Linked DNA regions of Anas platyrhynchos: region 1 is linked to region 2. The links are chromatin contacts, called in public Hi-C maps. All regions are on one chromosome and are shown on one strand. Each heading gives the region's core, a stretch centred on a gene start, on an enhancer-like site or on the middle of the called end of the contact. The rest is flanking DNA. Distances are from core to core; before and after follow the strand shown.

Evidence for each region. Hi-C and Micro-C count contacts between places; a contact is called where the count stands out from the background.
Region 1: a Hi-C map of skeletal muscle shows a contact between it and region 2, with 2.5 times the contacts expected there. The contact joins two enhancer-like sites. A contact is called at or near these places in 3 of 8 Hi-C or Micro-C datasets (F1 follicle, liver and skeletal muscle).

What each region holds. Positions count from the first base shown.
Region 1 is chr1:70,220,593-70,226,299 of IASCAAS_PekinDuck_T2T, reverse strand. No RefSeq gene overlaps it. Among named protein-coding and RNA genes, the nearest start is that of GPR19, 36 kb to the left of the region's middle. Within about 2 kb of position 3,554, at least 1 of the 8 cell types and tissues checked has an H3K27ac peak or open chromatin away from gene starts, as enhancers often do.
Region 2 is chr1:70,157,253-70,162,564 of IASCAAS_PekinDuck_T2T, reverse strand. No RefSeq gene overlaps it. Among named protein-coding and RNA genes, the nearest start is that of CDKN1B, 6.7 kb to the right of the region's middle. Within about 2 kb of position 3,319, at least 2 of the 8 cell types and tissues checked have an H3K27ac peak or open chromatin away from gene starts, as enhancers often do.

The DNA.
Region 1 (5,707 bases), core at 2,305-4,804, 64 kb before region 2:
TCACATTTTGCCCATCTGGTTGCAGAAGGCTGAGCCAAACTCCCTCAACAATTCTTCTAGATAGCTGCTGCATTGCAGCTGACCAATTAGGCAAGCCTGAAGCACATTTGCACCTTCCTGATTTGAGAGGGGAGCTTGGAGCAATGCAGGAATCCTGCAAGATAGTTGAAACCCACTTGGCTTCTACCAGGCTTCTTCTATTCCTCCTTTGGCACGTATTAGCCCTGGGCCAGTGAGATGGTGATGCAGGATCAGCATGGAGCCACCCAGTTTGTTCCAGGGCCTCTGCATCCCATGTTTGCCTGCAGACTTGAGCTAGAGGAGAATAGAACTTGGTCCTGGGAGTTCACTTTTTTATCAGTGCATTTAAAAAATATTGAAAGAGATAAGACCCTGGGCTGAACCTTATGCACAAGTTGTACTGTTTGCAGTGAGTACAGAAGGTTGCTTAAAGGGAGACCAAGAAGTGAGCCCCCTTGCTCATTGCTTTTGTGGCTTGTGACTGAATCCCACTAAAAACATCTTGTGATTTATTTCAGCTGCATAATAATATTACAAAGTAATAAAAATAAAGGCATATTTAATGATGTCCTTCCATTAAATGGTATGCCCTGGCTGTCTACCAATAGTTCTACAGACCTACTGGTGCCTGTGTCTCTCAGTGTGGGGAGAGACATTAAATACCATGATAGAGTCCTATGTACCACCAGGTTATGCTACACAATTCATTTCCATCAGGAAAGTCTCCCTCTCTCTCTCTCTCTCTCTTTTCTTTTTTTCCCCTTGGCCATTGCAACTTTGCTATACTAATAAACACAGTTGTGTAGTGGGACCCAATTTAAACAAACACTTGACATAGTAACTTCACTGGACACATCCAGAATGGGACATCTGGGTCTCATCACACACCAAAGGTCTCTTCTCTCACCCTCTCATCTTCACAACATATCACTGCTCTCAGGCAGAGCTCTCTTCAAGTCTTCACCATGCATTTGTTCTTTCCATTATTAGTTTTAAAAAGTCAGGCAATCCCTGTTCAGAAGAGAAAAGGAATAAGGGTCTTCAAGTGTACATGGGACTGCAAAAAAATGTGGAGGCGAATTGCAATTGTTGGATAAAAATCATTTACCAACATCCTCCTTCTTGAAGGGTTCCTAATTGTCTTACAAACTGCATAGAGATCACTTTTCTGTAAATTACAGTGCTGTGAACTCCGCTGCAAATGAAGAGTGGCTCTGTCTGCTCTCCTGTTGCACAGCACAGGGTATGCCGGTGGATGCTGCCCCAAACAGAAGTCCAGCAAGGGAGGGCCAAGCACACCAATTGCTCAGAGTTTCAGAAGCTTGTTTCTGTGCAATGAAGCATGCCTGATAGGGTATGTCAGGTGCCGGTTTGCTATAGAAAAATGTTAAGTGCATATGCTTTCTCCTCAAATCACCTCGCCCCTGCTGTGACCACCACTGACAACACTCAGTAACCTGCCCATGTTGTGGGGGTGGTCTGCTCAGCTGGTGGCCCATGTGGCTACCTGGTGCAAGCAGAGAGGGAGATGCGGGAGCAACGGGTGCTGGAAGAGCACCCGAGGATGGCGATGCTTGAATAAAATGGTCCCTGCTTGAATACTGCTATGCAGAGGGTTTGGGTCATCTCTGACTCAGATGGTTTCCTGCATACCAAGTTACCAGCACAGCTTTCGGTGGCACTTGTGTTTTTCTTGACGGTTTCCCATCTAGGGCTCTAGCAATATTGACCTTGGTTAATTATTCCCAGAGGGAACATATACACACAGCATCCTCCCACACAAGGCTGTGCTGCCAGATTAATCCCAACCTGCTGCAGAGGTGGAGGAATGGAGTATGGGGCAGGGAAAGCAGTGAGGGTTTGTCAAGATGGCCAGGCAAGGGGATGGAGGGTGAACAGGCTCAGGGAAGGGGCAGCACCAGTCATCAGCACTGGAGCACCTTTCTGAGAGGAAAATAATTCTTCAAAACAATTCTGTCTTGTGGCTCATCTGCTTGTCTGTGACAGCTCTGTGTGACAAGTCTTGTAACTTGGCTAGGAAGGGAAGCAAAGCCTCATGGCAGACTGCTGGGTCTGTCTCCTAACAGACCCAGAGTGTTTTCTGAATCTGTGTGTCTAATAGAGACCTCATGTTCTCTGCCTGGTTTCTCATGGCAGCCTGCTATTCACCCAAAATATCAGCACAATGAGAATTTAATAACATATGGCATAATTATTACATATTATACAAAATGCTGTAATTGTACATATTACATTATTCAGAATTAACATGTTGTTTTAGAGCAGCTTCCTTTGCACTCCTTCCCCAGTCATACTGGTCTTGGTAAGAGTATAGATGGTAAAAATTAACACATGCTGAAGCAAAATGCTTAATATTTGATGCTTTCTTTACACTTCATACATAAGTGAGGAGAAGAAGGAGAAGGAGAAGGAGAAGGAGAAGGAGAAGGAGAAGGAGAAGGAGAAGGAGAAGGAGAAGGAGAAGGAGAAGGAGAAGGAGAAGGAGAAGGAGAAGGAAAAGGAGAAGGAGAAGGAGAAGGAGAAGGAGAAGGAGAAGGAGAAGGAGAAGGAGAAGGAGGAAGAAAAAGAGGAGGGTGCGGAGGAGGAGGTGGAGGAGGAAGAGGGCAAGAAAGAGAAAAAGGAGGAGAAGAAGAAAAAAGAGAAAGAAGGAAAGACCAACATTTTCCCCCTTTTCAGTTTCCATTTAACTTAAATTGCAGGTCTAGCCAGTTCTACGATGAAAGTGTAAACAAACCTCTTAGAGCTGGGGATGTGTGACTTAAAGAGCTTGGCTGGAGAGGTGCAGGGTCTAACTTTTAATCTGCCTTGCTCACCCCTCCAGGACCTATTTTTTTTCAAAGCTGTTTTTCTGCACTCTAATGTTCTGCCAGTCACAATTTGTATTTCCAAACACATGAAAGAACTGTTTCCTGTCTCCAGTGGAAAAAGAGAGGAAGAAGGTATTTAAAGTCCAAACTAGACTTTCTTTTAAAGCCCACTACAGGAAAACACAAGCTGCTTCCCTGATGGGCACGGTTCAGGTGGCTGTGTGAGCCCGACCCCACGCGGGAGGTGTTAACAAGCCATGTGCGCAGGGTTGCATTCCCATTTCCAGTCCAGCGCCAGCTCCACTCGCTTGCACAGGAGTCAAAGTGGTGATCCGTGGCAGCACCCCAGCGAGGCATGATGTCACGGACCCTGCTCTCTAGCTGCCCCTCGCACGGCCAGCGGAGCCCCATCGCGTGGAGTTAATCATTGACTTGGAAGCCTCGCCTCGGTCCTGACACGGGAGGGGGCCTGGCAGGGAGGCAGGACCCGTGAGCTGCAGCACTGGACAGTTTTGGCTCTTGCTGAGCCACTGAAGCCTTTGGGAGGTGCCTGGCACCACCGGGAGAGGGCTCGTGGACAGGAATTGGATGCCAGCTCAGTGTTTGGAGGTGCTGTTTTATGTGTAGCAGCTCCCCACCACCACTCGTCTAATCTCTATTACATATCTACAGACAAAACAGCTACTTGGCATTGCGTTGCGGATGTCTGCAACTTTTGCCAGGACGTTGAACAGAGGCCAGGAACTTGGGTGGAGACAGGAGCCAGAAGGTCATCTGGGGTTGCTGCTCTTTGTTAGAGCTAAATAACGTTGTGAATGTATTAAGCCCCTTTCCATGCACTGATTTTATTTTTTTTTTCAATGCCTTCAGTACATTTTTTTTTTCTTTTTCTGGGCTGGATTCATGTACAAATATGCAAAGCAGAACAGTCTGCTCATTTGTACTTAGCATGAAATCCTGATTTTATTTATTTATTTATTTATTTATTTATTCAGGAAAACGAACTGAAATACTGTAACAGCCTGCTCCGTGAGAACAAGACCTCGGGTTCTTTGTCACTTCCTCTCTTTCAGCCACTGATCAGATGCTCATCTTCAGAAAACTATCCAACGATTGATTTCATTATTGTCCCCTAAGAGAAGCAGTTTAAAAAAAAAAAAAAAAAATGGAAGTGGGCTGAAGCAAATTGTGGCATCTGGAATTGCAAATCTGCTGCTGGATCCTGTGGTGCTGCTGAGCAGTAGTCCTCGTCGTGCTGCCAGAGTCAGCTGGGACTGAAAAATCGCATGAGTGAGATCTGCATTTAATACAGCTGATGTTTTTATATGAGGACAGTGGCTGTATGGATGCGTCTACCTGTAAGATGACCAAGTTTATGCATACATTATTAAGCCTTTAGTGTGGGTCTCCTTCATCAAAGAGGCTGCTGATGAAAGGAACAGTCCAAGTGACTGTTCTCTTCTTAAACTACAGCAAATATAGTTATGACTATAGTTATAACTATAGTTATAGACTTACATAGGGACGGTAAATAATGTGGCCTCAAGACAATCATGTTACAGTTTTCGTTTTGACACCATGGTAACTGCATATCTGGGTGAACACATGGAGTTCAGGGATTCATGGCAAAACCTCTACACTTGTTAGACTGACAATGCTGTGGCTATAGACAAGTGCCTTCCTCCTTATTTATTTATTATTATTTTTTGGATATTCTCATTAAAGTCGACTCATCCCTGGCTCTACTGCTCGGGGTGTGACAGTTGCGGAAGGAGTGTTGTTGCAGTTTACAGGGTGGCTTTTTGGTGCAAAGTCCCTCTTGCAGGAAGAGCTTCTCATCACTTTGCTTAACAAAAGGCAATGGGTGTGTTATGTGTCACCCAGCTGCTGATCTGGTTCATCCCTGGAATAGGATTGTTTTGTGTCGACTAAAAACATACTTGCATGTAAGATGCAAATACCCATGCATCTCTATATATTTATATACAGATATATGGATGCATGAACACAATAATCATAATAAAGAATCAATTAAATAATACATATATGTTTTTATACATATGTGCTTTTCCATGGAATCTTGCCAGATGATAGGTATAGTAACATGAAATATTTTCATGGCTTTGTTTATCCAGACTGGCACTGTTTTCCAGAGATATTATCTAATTCTAGCATCTGAAAGACTCTTAGAGTAAGATTTCATAGTAACCACAAATAACAAAGGGAGGAAGATTGTCGAAAGGTAAGAAGGCTGATCTTGATTTGCAGCAGGCAAGCTAACAATTCCCTGCAGTCTCTCAGTCCTACATCCAAGCTTCTTTATGCTGCTTCGCTGTTTGGTATGGCTTTTTTTTTTTTTCTTTTAAAAGGACAAGACAAATTGTCTAGCCACAAGAATTCAAGCAATGCTTTTAATCTCAGCAAAGAAATACGCTGTACTGCTTGGCTGCCTTTAAAGTCAAATATTGCAATATTTCAGCAAAAGGTGTATTGGTAGAAGGGGGAGCTGTAGCTTAACATAGCTGTGCTGTAAAGCCTATTTAGCTCTACAGCACGTCATTTGCAGCCCAGAAGCCCCCCTTGCCATCAGAGACAGGGTGAGGAACACCGCTTCTTCCCCACCCTTTTGCAGTGACATGGCCCCCACAGCCCCCAGACCCTTCTTGGCCACAGCTGGACAAGCCAGTGTGGCTTGGCATGTCTGCTCCCCATGGGCAGCCTCACAAAAAGGTGCCTGCCACATTTGTGTTTGTAAAGTCTCTGTCTAGCTAATAATGGAGGTGGGTATTTTAATAACCTTCCTATGGTTTAAGAAAAGGATGATTTCACTGTACCTGTGCTACTCGGGGACCCAGTCC
Region 2 (5,312 bases), core at 2,070-4,569:
TGAGCTCCTGGTACCTGTGGGTAAGGAAGAAGTCTCAAAAGGCAGAAGACATTAAAAAGAACCCTGACATTTACTTGTTTGGAAAACTCATTATTTTTAAAACCCTGAAGCGACCTCGCACCCTCAAAGCCATGTACTCATCAGAGCCTAGCCTTCGCCTCCCCACTAGGCACCCCAAGAAGGCTTATTGCCAACCATCTTCTAGAGCATTAGACAGGTTTCAAAGGTGTTTAGACACCTGAATGCCTTTGAGGAGTTGGCCCTGAGTTCCCAGCAGGCTTAATTTGGCCTGGTGGGTGGCTGACTAGCCTCTTTTGATTGCTGAGTGTTGTTTTTTTTTTCTTATTATTTTATTTATTTATTTATTTATTTTTATTTCTAACTCTGAGGCTGAGCAAGCCAACCACAGCAGGAAGTGATAGGACCTGATGGAAGAGTCTAGCAAGGTCTAATAGTTTGCTCTGAAGACTTGCAAGGAACGTGTTAGAAAGGGCCCTCACTGGCCTAAGAAGTCTCTGTGTTTGCAGGTTCCCAGGGCTGTCTTGAAGTCCTGTGGGCTCAAAGAAGCATTCAGGCATCCACAAAGCCACAAGGGCTTGCATTATTGTTATTGTTGTATTTTTGTTCAATGTGGGAGAAGAGCAAGTGAATTCTATGAGGTTGTACATGGTTTGCAAGAACTAGAGGCTACCACAAGTAGAAGAACTTACTTTAGCACCTCATAATGGAGATCTGAGGAGCAGTTACTGAGTGAGACCATAGCTCTTGCTGCTTCTGTGATTTCCCACATATTTGTTGCAAAGCTGGGGTAAGGATTAATAGCAGAAAAGAAAATAGTGGATCATGTCTTTCCAGTCAGGCATATTTTGCTTTGCTAGAGCATTCAGGAAGAGAATCCCAGTTGTAAGCATGCTCAGGTCCTATATATCTAAGTTAGAAAACACCTGCAGCTCCCATTTATTTCAATAGGATTTGAAAATCTAGTGTGTGTGCTGAAAAGCAGGCCTAAAGAGCTATAGCACAGCATGAAGTCACATAGTTTTCATGGCAAATAAAAGCTGAACCTTCATATTGTGGGTGAAAAAACACTGCTAACTCTTGGTTATTTTATCAAGCCTTGAGATATTTGGTGCCTTTGTGGAAGTCACCTCCCCCAAAGCAAGGTGTTTTTGTGAATATGAACCTGAAATAATATCTATGTATTTCTAGCACGTGCAGCTGTGGCAAAAAGCTGGAATACAGGATTCTTCATGGGCTTCAGCATGCAAAGTAAATGAAAGCCTCACAGTATGATTTAACCTAGGCTGCTGTTTTTGATGAGGAATGGCTCATGTATTTTGAGTATAATTACCTATTCTGGGGAGAAGGTGTCTGAATTTCTTGCTTTTCTCGAGGCACCGCAGCAAGAGCAGGGTCAGGGTGGTTGGTCTGGATACCTGAACTGCAAATATCTAGAGTGAAGGGGCTGTGTTTCACCCTGGCCTCTTGCATTATCAGCTGTGGTTCATCTTAGCCGTTCAAGAAAACTATTAAATATACACTACAATATTTGCAATGCTTACTTTGTCCTTTGCAAACTGCTTTGGGCAGTTGTTGTTCTCAAAAGCCCTTTCAAACTAGAGATAACAAGGTGACAAATGCTTTAAAGTGATGCTTTCAGGTACTTGTCTTTGAACAGAACTCCCAGTTTAGCTGCTGGCACCCAGAACAAAGGAAGCAACAAGGCAGCTTGTTAGAGTCAAAAAAAAAACAAAAAACAAAAAACACAACACAGCAGATTAGGCCCCTGCCACAAGAAATGCTTAAATCTTTATGAGGGAAACACAGGACAAATACGGGTAAATAAAAAGGACTCTCTTTCTCCGTATTTCTCATACACAACTGAAATGATGGCCCGAGTGAAGGGAGGGAGCATTTTGTAACAGACCGGCTTCTCTAAAATAATATTTGCCTTTCTGCGTGCCAGCTTGCTCTACTATTTCAAGCATGGCTGATTTAGGGGGAAGCGAAGCACCAGGGGCAGCCCGTTGGTGGCGGGGCTGGCCAGGCTGCTGGCCTGGCACCACTCCTGCTGCTGCGGGTGGCTTCAGGAGGAGCAAGGAGCACGGCCACAGGCAGCACGGCCAGGAGCTCTTAGAGGGACGAGAGAAGGGGAGGGATCCTTCTGAACCTGTTTTACAGGTTGCTTATGAGAGGATCTTCTTAGAGGAAATTATTTTGGGACGGCCCCAAAAGAACACGTGTGATTCCAATGTGGGGCCATTGGTATGAAGAGGTCCTTTTTCTTTTATCTTGAACTGTCTGTCACCTACCTCATATTGATTTTCTTGTTGCCAGAGACTTGCAGAATCAGTTTACAATCTTTTTCTGTAATAACGTCATGTTTCTGTAGGTCAAACAAAACCTGGAGCTGTATAATTCCCTTGCTGGGTTTATTAACACAAACAAGGTGTGGTAAGCTTGAAATGTAATTGTTACTGTTATATTTGTAATTACCCCAGCACACAGAGACCTTGCCTGAGACTGAAGTCCCACTGTACCAGGATCTGTGCAAACAGAGCGTTTCTAACAGCTTAAAGTCTAAACAGACAGGAAAAGAGAGAGAGGAGAAACATGGGTGGCTAGTTGCAGCAGCGTGAATAACATGACCCAGGAAAGCCAGAACCAGAACTCTGAGCTACAGCCCTGATTGTACTTAATGCCACCATTTTGCTATCTGAGATGGGTCATCTCCCTTAAAGGGTTTAGAAAGTGGCCAGACCAGTTCCTCTGTTTATAGAAGGAAGATGTTTGTAGACCTCTTGATCCCAAAGCAATTAATATAGTCCACAGGGGGAGAAAGAGGAAGAAAAAAAATAAATTAAAAATAGGCTAGAGTCTCATGTAAATGGCACCCTAAGTGCCTAAAAATTGTTACAGATGTTTTTGTGTAAGGTTATTTTTTTGGTGAGTGGCCTCTCTGTGGTCAGTTGTAAGCATCACATTTACATAGTTCTGTATTTCTGAAAAAGCCGATTGCATAAAGTTGGGATCACACCAAATGAAAACAAAACACAACACTAACAAAAAATAGCAAGCTCTTCCAACAACGTTCAGTAACTGAGTTAGAGGTTAGTGCTGCGTTCTAGAACAAAAAAAAAAATAAATATACAGGCACCATATGATTTCATGCACTAAAAAATTTTAAACATTTCAGAGGAACATAACATATGACATAGGGTGTTTTTATTTAATGAATGGCTTTAAAAAATGGGGCCAGTGTCCCTTCTCACAGATGTACATCCTGTGCCAAGAGCATTGCTGTACAATGTGTCATCACTTGGGAACCTAAAGAATTGTACTTGAGAAAACATTGCTACAAAATATCATCCCCTTCCCAGAAAGGTTCACTTCAGGCTTTGTAGAAAAACAGAACAACTCATTTCCACTGAATATAATTCATCTATTGAGAAACTTTCTTAAAGGCATAGGTTGTTGAGCAAGTGGCTGGAAAACTGTTTAATCTCATAGTAACAATAATAGTTCATCACTATTATTACTACTTAGCTCTTGCATAGCGCTCTCCACCCTCAGAGGATTTTACAAACATGAAGCAGTTCATCTTCGCGGTACCCCAGTGAGGTGGGAAAGTGCTATTAGCCCCTTTGCAGGATCCGTGCAGGGGTGCCTTCTCCCTGAAGTGTTTTGCCTGAGTGGGGCTTGTCTTCCTCACTCTAAATGCCGCGTTTTCTGCTTCTGACCAGCCCGAGGTAGAGCTACTGTGGAGACAAGGCCCTTCAGTTTTACCGTAAAGGTCAGCCCTGAATCTAGAGGGCTTTGTCCGATGTATTTGTACCTCAGAGTGTTTCATATGATTGGCACTGCAGCAGGGAGGAAAGGAAAGGGGAAATGGGAAAGAAAAAAGGGGTAAGGAGAAATGAGTAAGGAAAGAGAATGGAAAATGAAGGGCAGCAGGCTGTTTAGCTGCTACGAGAAGCCTCTAGTTAAGATGCTCATGTGAGCAACTTGCTGTTCGAGCAAAGTGGCAAGTGCTATGTGATGTATAAATGGGAACTCATCACAGATGGAGCTACACTGGCTCAAAAATCCTTTTGTTCTGATGATGTGTTTTGTTTGGAGAAATTAGACCAGTTTACAGCAAGGAATTGTTTTATTGATTTAAACCTCATCTCCACAACAGCATTGTTCATCGGGGTAACTAAACACAAGGGTGTATGTGCATTTATTTTTGGGGACTGTAACTGAATGTCCTCTTAAGAGTTTATCACCCAGCAAGTTGCATTGCTGCTGCCTTTAGGATGCTCCCAGCATCACCTGCTTCAAAAGCAGCACAAGTTCTCTCTCTCATTGCATACTTGAGGAAAAAAAAAAAAAAAAAGGGTGGGTGGGTGGGGGGGGAGGGAAGTGGTTTGAGCCCTGGCAAGAGATTCTTTCCCATTCCAGGATCATTCAGAAGAACCGCTCCTTTAGCAGGTCAAGGGGAGGATGGTGACCATTGGAGAGCTGCTGTAGCTCCAGAGGGAAAAGAATGAGTAACTCTGAGTGCTAATAATTTAACCTGGATCTTCCACAGACATAACAGTTTGTATAACCTGCCCTTAGGCACAGTGGGACGGCCCAGCCCCTTTCCCCAGCTCTGACAGATTACCCGCTTGCTTTTCAAAACAGCTCCCTTTAAGGACACCCCTAGCCCTGCCCGCAGTCAGGCTCCTCGCAGGGGCTCGAAAATCACCTGGACCATTCCTCGCCCCCTGAGATGCCACCCAGGACTTGTAGCAGGGTCTCCAGCCCGGGGCTGAGCCGCCCTCCTCCTGCAGCGAGGGGAGCAGAGCCCGGTGCGGCGCGAGGCACCCCCGGAGCAGGGACCCCCAGAGCATCCCTAGCGCTGCTGGCACCTGAGGCGGGGGGGGGGGGGGGGGGGGGGGGGAGGAGGAGGCCGGGAACGCCGACTCTGGCCTGATCTCTGTCCTTAGGCTCCCTCTAGAGTTTACAGCGACCGAGCAAAAGGTCTTCAGCTCCGCTTGGCTGCATCCTCCCGTTGCGGTGCGGCCGCATCCAGGCTCCTGCCCGCAGCAGGGCAGCGGGAGCGGCTGCTGGCAGGGATGCTGCTGGCTGGGATGCTGCTGGCAGGGATGCTGCCCGCCGGGCTCTGGCACCCTTCCCTAATGCTGAACCCTAACCCTGGCCACGAGGAGCCCGTTAAGTGCCTCGGGAGTATCCTCAGGGTGCTCAGGTGAATTTTCCTGGGGTCTGTGGCTCCGGCCTTGCAGCGGCCTCATCCCAGGTCTCTGGAAGAAGTCAGGGTTTTGTCA